Linked DNA regions of Zea mays: region 2 is linked to region 1. A link is a contact called in public Hi-C data. All regions are on one chromosome and are shown on one strand. The core of a region is the stretch at or near the end of the contact, and the rest is flanking DNA. Distances in the headings are between cores, read along the strand shown. Region 1 has its middle 38 kb from the start of LOC103626932. Region 2 holds the start of LOC100281176 (VHS and GAT domain protein).

Region 1 (3,869 bases), core at 426-2,925:
CATGCAATCTCTTCTCTGTGCAGGGTCAATCGGAGGCGTCGAACAACCCTCACGCTTGTCCAGCCCTTCGCCGAACCAGTCCAGCCGCCCACCTCGTTGATGACCTGTTTTGTGATGATCCAGACTTATATTTGTGAGTGTTGGTGATGTTAGTTATACTTGGTCTTGTGACATACTTAGTGAGACTTATGTGCTGTGAAACCTGATTTATGTGGTGATATTTGTGATATATATGGTGTTGATGATAAATGTGTTGATTCTGTGATGCGAATGATATATAATGTGATGTGAATGCTATATATCTTTTATTTGTTTGGATGGAATAGCAAAAACAAATAAAAAAGGGACTTTCTGGTCACTTTGCCGAGTGTAAAACTCGGCAAAGGGTATATTTGCTGAGTGCTATGACCATGGCACTCGGCAAAGAAGGCACACCTGGGAACCGGTAAAGCCTTCTTTGCCGAGTGCTGTGGTCAAGGCTCTCGGCAAAGAAGCTACCTGTGCCGAGTGCCGCCCAGCGCACTCGGCAAAGGTACTGGCAAAGGGACTGGCGGAGGGGCCCACTGGAGCCGTCTTTGCCGAGAGCCATGATAGCAGACACTCGGTAAAATTGGCTTCTTTGCCGAGTGCCAATGAAGACACTCGGCAAAGGATCCGTCACCGTCACTTGGCGTCGTGACGGCGACTTTTCTTTGCCGAGTACCAAATGGCACTCGGCAAGTCCGATAAAAGGTACTCGGCAAAGAGGCCGTTGCCGATGTACAGTTCGCCGAGCGTTCTTTGCCGAGTGTTTTCTAGGTTTTGCCGAGTGCCTTAGGCACTCGGCAAAGGAGCTGTGTCCGGTAGTGATGGCATAAATTTATACGAAATTGTGACTAGACTTTTATGGTGTAGCGTTTAAATTTTCATCTTCTTTAACCTCACGCTTGCAGCAGTAGAAGTGGAACAGCACGATCGACCCTAGAGAATGGAGAAGGGCTCGGCTCCACGACTACGCACCAACGACTAGGTTCGAGTTGGATCTCTCGTCGACAACAACGTACACAGCAAGGCATAAACAACAGCATGATCGGGCAAGCTCCTTCACGGTGCCGGTGAACGGAGACAGACTTTGCAAGCAGGAAGGCCTTCATGAGTAGCAAGCGACATCAATGGCAAACAAGGAGGATGAACATGCGCTAGCGTTTGCAGCAGGAGGAAATGGGAGGGGTACTGCGTCTTATATTGAAGAGGAGATGAGGTGGATTAGGATCAAATTAATCACAAATTAAATTGCAAATTGAACCCTTGCTTTATTGTGTAGAGAACGGACGAGACAAACATTAGTGGCATCGAGGAAATAGAGAGAAATGCCTGGGAGGGGAGGGCAAGAAGAGGAGAGGACGTCGGGAGAAAGAACGGTTGCGCCAACCACCATTAATTACGCACGAAGCAGTAAATGCAACGCGGGAGACGGACAGCCAGCACGGCGGCTGCTCCACCAAGTGGAAGTTGAGCGGGCGGCGGGGCGGCCACGAACGGATGATGCAGGCGAACGCTACGATGGAACATCAGCCGTAGCAGAGGAATACGATGTTGAAGACGCTCCCTACCTGACGTGTGGGACAATGCACAGGTGAAAGAGAGAGAGAGGGAGATGAGTGGGCGGATGGATCCCCGGGAAAAAAGAGAAATAATGCGAGGTGGGTCACGCACGTCATGGAGAGAAAGGGAAGGTGAGGGGAATAGAAACCGGCTAGGCCATATAGGCCATTTCGGCCAAGGGCCGAGCGGACGTCTGTTTTGTTTTTTTTCCTTTTTCTTTTTTTTTATACATTTGTAATATATATTAAAATATTATAAATCAAAAAATATTTTATAGTTGAAAGTACCAATTTTTAGATCAGATACTTTTAGACCTAAAATCTGTCATTTAATAAAATAAAGTGGTCTTCACACACAAAAGAAAATAAAGTAATTAAAAATAAAACCTTTGTAATTTATGAACAAACAGAAATCATGCTCTATAAATAAATACATTAAACACTTGTTAAAATTTTACTATTCAAAAAATTTGTTCGATTTAATTATGTCACCATTTCATTATTTAAAAACACTAATATTTTCTTCTATTGAAAACTAATAAGTCAAACTGAGTTGCTTTTAGGTGATGGGTTTAGGTTGTTACAATTGAATAAACATGCTCTACGTGGATGAGGACAACACAACGTTGCTCGATTGGGCAATCGATCGAGAAGTGGTACTCTACTACAATGTTGATGAAACGGTTTCAGTCGGGCAGTTTGAGCAACGGGTTGGTGGTACTCTACTGTAACACCGAGGACTCCTCGACGGAGCTCTGGTTCTTGAAAGACGTGGACGACAATTCAGCGTCACACTAGACTAGACTATGGGTTGTTTGTTTTGGCATTTTTCTAACGAGTTAACCAGTTTTTTTAAATCAGTCTGAATTCTTAAAAACTAAATTGCTACCAAATAGGTCCTAAGCTCAGTATATCTTGAGGACCAAAGTATAGAATAACTTGCGTCTAGCAATGATAGAGTGTCATTTCTGTTGTAACGGATACAGATAGATAGCAAGCAGCACGTGTCTCCCCCTCCAGATTTGGGCTTGAATAGACCACGTTGACCTCAGATTTGTTTTAGCCACATGGGAACGACCACAAATCCACTCCACTAAGCGGACGAATGGTTGCAATTATGCAATGCCAAAATAAAAGGTCAACAAATCTTGCCGGCAATTTCAATTTTCAAAGCTTCGTGGATGGTACTATCATGGCCGGTGTGTGAGGCAGGCAACGAACGGAGGCGGCGACGACCACGACAGGCAACGCAACCAAATCCGCACGGTGCATGGACGGTCTTTTCTGCAGTGCGGCTTTAGTAGTATCCGCCGGAGTGGACGACGACGACTGACAATGACGTTATCCGTTACCGTGGTGGAGTCCACTCCTGAGTCCAGAGTAGGCAAACTTGTAATGGCAGGAGCATCTGCTTTGATGGTCACGCGGTCCTGACAGGCCACGATTCACGAATGCTGCTCACCAGTGACAGTGATTGGGGTCGCCTTGCGCACAAATTAGTATAATGACAGCGCACAAATTAGTATAATGACATTACCGAGGCATACGAAAGAGAAGGATATATGACACGGCAACAACTAATATGCAAGAAGTCATTAGGTATAAGTGTGTTGGAACTTGCTGACACGTGGTCAAACTAATCCAAACCATGGAGAACGGGAATGATTTGATACTTGTCAACACGGTGGATTTTCAGCCTCCTGCATTAGGATGCTATGTGTGGGTATTTATAAGTACCTAAGGGGCAGTATCACCTTGGCAAATACAATTATGTCCCTGGTTACCTACGTTATCCCTAGAATATTCCCCTCCCAATGGTTATTACAGAACATTACAGTGTGATTAGGTATAACACGGATGGATACACCATTAACCCTACCTTCATTGTGACTTACAAGTGGGACCAGGTGACCCAGAGCGGTTTTACACGGGCCCGCGTTGACAACAACGCGTGGGTAGCGACAGTGCCCCCTGTGTAGCGTGTGTCGGGTCTTCGGAAGTCGATGAGGCCTTCGCCATTCCTGGCCGCATCGGGAACCGACAGAGTCTTCGCCTGCCTTGAACGCTCCCTCCGTCTTGGGCCTTCGCTTCTGCTCCGTCATGATTTATCCCTCTTGAACCGAGCGAGGGGGTAGTCCGCCTTCGCCCCAACAGTGTGTAAACATGTCTTTTGGTCCGTTAGATATAGATCCAATCGTATGTCATATTTAGCTACACAATAAATAGTTATGTTTAAAGATGAAACAAAAAATGAAAGAACCTCTAGCCGAGTTGATTAGGGAGTCT
Region 2 (3,869 bases), core at 839-3,338, 200 kb before region 1:
GGAAAGTAATTTTTTAATTAACAGAGATTCCATCACAAGTCGTGGCACAAAAGTGAAAAGAATAGTTCACAAGATGGAAAATTGAAAGCAGACATTAAGTGACAGCAGAAAGAAACCCAGAAAATTATGAAGCAGTCCTGAAATTGAAAACTATGAGCAGAGCTCCTTCCCCTCTTTCTTTAAATTCTCAACTCTTACTAGCATGAAAGATACATGATCTTGAAATTAACAATTCTTATTTAGCCAACATAAAAATGACGAATCCCAGTCCTAAGAGTCAAAGGCAAGGAAAAAAACCAAACGAAATATCCACAAATATGTCACGTCTGCAAATTTTACCGGAGATGAATAAAGCATATGCATATTACAGTTTATGGTTGTGGCAACGAACCAAACACTAAACGAAATTCATAAAGAACTAGCCCCAATACAAAAACCATGACCAAGTTCACCATGTGTGTCCTGCAACAGAACTCATGGTAGTAAGAGCATCTTCTCGTCGCCAGTCGGCGCTGCTCCTTCTCGTTGCCGTGCTGGTGCTCTTCGCGTCCACCGCCATGGTGCAGCAGCAGAGAATTGCTCGTCCGCCATGTTCTCCGCCAGGGCGATTGTTCCAGCGGTGCACTAACCTCCCCGTGCGCGGCGCCAGCCTGTACTGGACGAACCACGCGGCGAACGCGTTCCGGGCGCCGCAGGCCACCAGCGGCTGGGTCGCGGGGGGCGTCAACACCGAGCTCGCCAGCACAATGGCCGGCAGGAGCCTGTTCATCGCCTCGCACTCCCAGGGCGGCAACAGCGCGGTGCCCGTCCTGATGACCTACCTGGAGAGCACGGCGACAACACCCTCAGGGTCGCCGTGCCCACTGGGCCGGCCGCGGAGTACTCGGGCGGCGCGTACACCATCTACGCGACGGTGGCGCTGCCGGGGAACAGCACGGTGCAGAACACTGTGTGGCATCCGGGCCGCTCTGTGGCGGGGAAATCGCGACGCGCAGCTCGGGGCACGGCCGCGCAGATCCTGCGGAAAATCTCGCGGCAGGGGGGGGGGGGGGGGGGGGGGGTGGGGGGGTATACACACGACCGCGAGTCCACGGATTTTTTTTTCCCCACGCGTGGGATGGAATTGAGAGTTGTTGGAGATGTATTTTGTCAATCTTACAAAAAAATCATATGAATGATTAGGAGAAGGAACAATTGGATCTATACCATTAAAAGATCCAAACTTTAGATATATACCATGGACCCCACATGTCATTGACTCATGTGGACCTATATGTAAGTGAGATAGTAATGGTATGGATCCAAAGTGGTGATCTTTTAATGGTATGGATCCAAATTTCCCTTAGGAGAATGTTTTGGGAACTGTCGGAGACGCTCTAGGCCAGAATTTGTTTTTAATCGCAGAACACACTTCGACATCTAAATTTTATAACTGGTGGAATAATTCAGGACCCAACACTCCCAAGCCAGTTTTTCCCTTCAAAGAACAAGATGAACTGACGAAGTGACGACATATACTAATAACCAGAAACCACAAAATGAACATCCCAAGGTAGTTTCCCCCCACCATTTGATAGAAACGGAGGCTGCTTTCAATAAAATTTAGAAAACCCCATCATTCAGCAATAGAACAGTAATACCAGCACTGGAAACACGCAGATGAAACGGGGAGAAAAAGAAGCAAAGTTGTGCGTGCGTCCTCACCCGGGTTCGCGGTTGAGGATGTCACAGATCTCCAAGTTCATCGCCCAGTCCGGGCCGATGAGCATATCGCTGGTTGCCCGCTCCACCATCGCCGACGACATCTCCGCTCCGTCCAAACACCACCACCACACAACGCCTTACTGAAGAGATCGCCCGCGCGCCCAACTAAACCCCTCGTTTCTCCCTTGTCCTTGGTCTTCTTGACCGGCCGGCCAACAAGTGGATATGGTGGTTTTTGTGGTGGATTCGGTGGCGGAGAGAGCGAAGGTCGTCGTGTCGAGCCGTTCGAGGCGGCGGTCTTTCGGCGAGCACGATAGGACTTGACGATTTCTGAATTGTGTTGTGACGACGCTGCTTGTCTTTTCTGATCGCCCCTGTCTGTTCGGGTTGGTTTTCCTCCGCCTCTGTCTTTTTCTTGTTTCTTTTTTTAGTTTTTCTTTGAACTGCCACGGGGAGGCACTTGAGTTGAGTCCGGACCAATGATGTACTCGGCTAACTCGCCATTATATAATTCTGCTGGATTATTGGAATTCGAGCGGATTGTGTCCGCCAACCCGAAGCCGGCATTGATTTTTAGTATTCCGATGCTAGTTAGAGTATTAAAATATCATCTAATTATAAAACTAATTAGACACATAAGAACTAAACAGTAAAACGAATCTATTAAACATAATTAGTCTATGATTCATCCATGTGATACTACGGTAGAAGTTTGCTAATTATAGATTAATCAGACTTAATAAATTTGTCTCGTTGTATAGTCTTCACTCACATAGTTGACTTTCAAAAATCCGACATCGAGAATAACTTCTTCGATGATAGGGTCTAAATGACAAATAATGCTTGATAAATTGAAACATCATGAATTTTAAATTGATCGAGTTGAGACAATGGCCACTTACCTTTTGGCATCTTAGGGGCTAAGGTAGAGCTTTGGCGGATGAAGGACTCGACCAACGCATTGGAAGGCTTGATCAATACCGTGAGATCCTCAACCATTGGTTCACCAGGTACCGTAACCGAAACAAAGTACTGGATGATGTGCACTCCGGAACATTGGTTGGCTCGGCTCTTGATGGCTAGTCTCTAGTATGGGTGAAAACGGCCGGTAATGGTCGAAAAAAAACCTCTCACCTTTTCAGTCGCATAATTTTTTGTTCAGTCGAAATCGGTAAACGGGAAAGTCAGAAACGGATAACGGTCGGTAAATTCCGGTATATCAAAAACGGATAAATCCGAGCAAAATAGCTCGGAATTGATCGGGAAACGGTAACTGTAATCGGAAAGCTCAATAAACAAATCCTAACCACACAATTGTTCATTCACATCCACATACAAGTCTCATTCACAAAAGTACACAAAACACAATCTTGTCTACATATAATTGGTCATACACTCTTAAATTTTAACACAAAATACATAAGTCTTAAAACACGATTGTTCATTCACATCCACATACAAGTCTCAACCACACAAATACACAATACATAGTCATGACCACACATAAATGATCATACATGTTCACTAAAGTTTTAACCACATAGTATATAAGTCTTAAACACACGATACATAAACTAGAAATCATGTGGCATGTCGTCTGGATCACTTGATATATCTTCTATGACATCTGAAACCCTACACCCTAAGCCCTAACGGGTATAGTTCCTGTCTCCTTGGTTGTTTTGTGGACCGAGAAAATACGGTAAGAAATACAGGAAAATACCGAATTTTCCCGAGAAATCTGAAAACATACGGTAAATATGTCTCACCGTTTATCGTACCATTTTCGTAATAACATATCCCGTTTCCGTCCCGTTTTCCGTATATCCCGAAAAATCTGAAAACGACCGGAAAAATCCGGTAAACGGTACTGTAAATTTACCGAATTTTACCGACCATTTACATCCTTAGTCTCTAGGGGCTCGAGAGCCCTAGTAAGAGGCACCGGTTCGACTGGGGCACTTTGAGAAGATTGCGTCACCGGATGCGGGGGACCAATCGAATCATCCGACAGATCCGTTCATAATCTAATGCATTAACATTCAAAACATGTTCATTCATATACCTTCAATTAAAATGGTAACTACGAAGTTGTCGTACCTTGCACATCTCTCGATTCTCTTCTTCACAGGAGTTGAAGATCCTCCCTAGGACAAGTCATTCTT

Evidence for each region. Hi-C and Micro-C count contacts between places; a contact is called where the count stands out from the background.
Region 2: a contact with region 1 is called in a Hi-C map of tassel, with 5 times the contacts expected there. The contact joins the promoter of LOC100281176 here to the enhancer-like site in region 1. A contact is called at or near these places in 4 of 25 Hi-C or Micro-C datasets (ear, leaf, leaf mesophyll and 1 more).

Annotation. Positions count from the first base shown.
Region 1 is chr5:138,372,252-138,376,120 of Zm-B73-REFERENCE-NAM-5.0, reverse strand. No RefSeq gene overlaps it. Among protein-coding and RNA genes, the nearest start is that of LOC103626932, 38 kb to the right of the region's middle. Within about 2 kb of position 1,675, at least 16 of the 20 cell types and tissues checked have an H3K27ac peak or open chromatin away from gene starts, as enhancers often do. A contact at or near this core is called in ear, leaf, leaf mesophyll and 1 more, where this site is marked.
Region 2 is chr5:138,570,382-138,574,250 of Zm-B73-REFERENCE-NAM-5.0, reverse strand. It overlaps LOC100281176 (VHS and GAT domain protein), which reads right to left and starts at 2,088. Exons shown (of 10, transcript NM_001154095.2): 1 at 1,705-2,088. The coding sequence starts at 1,805.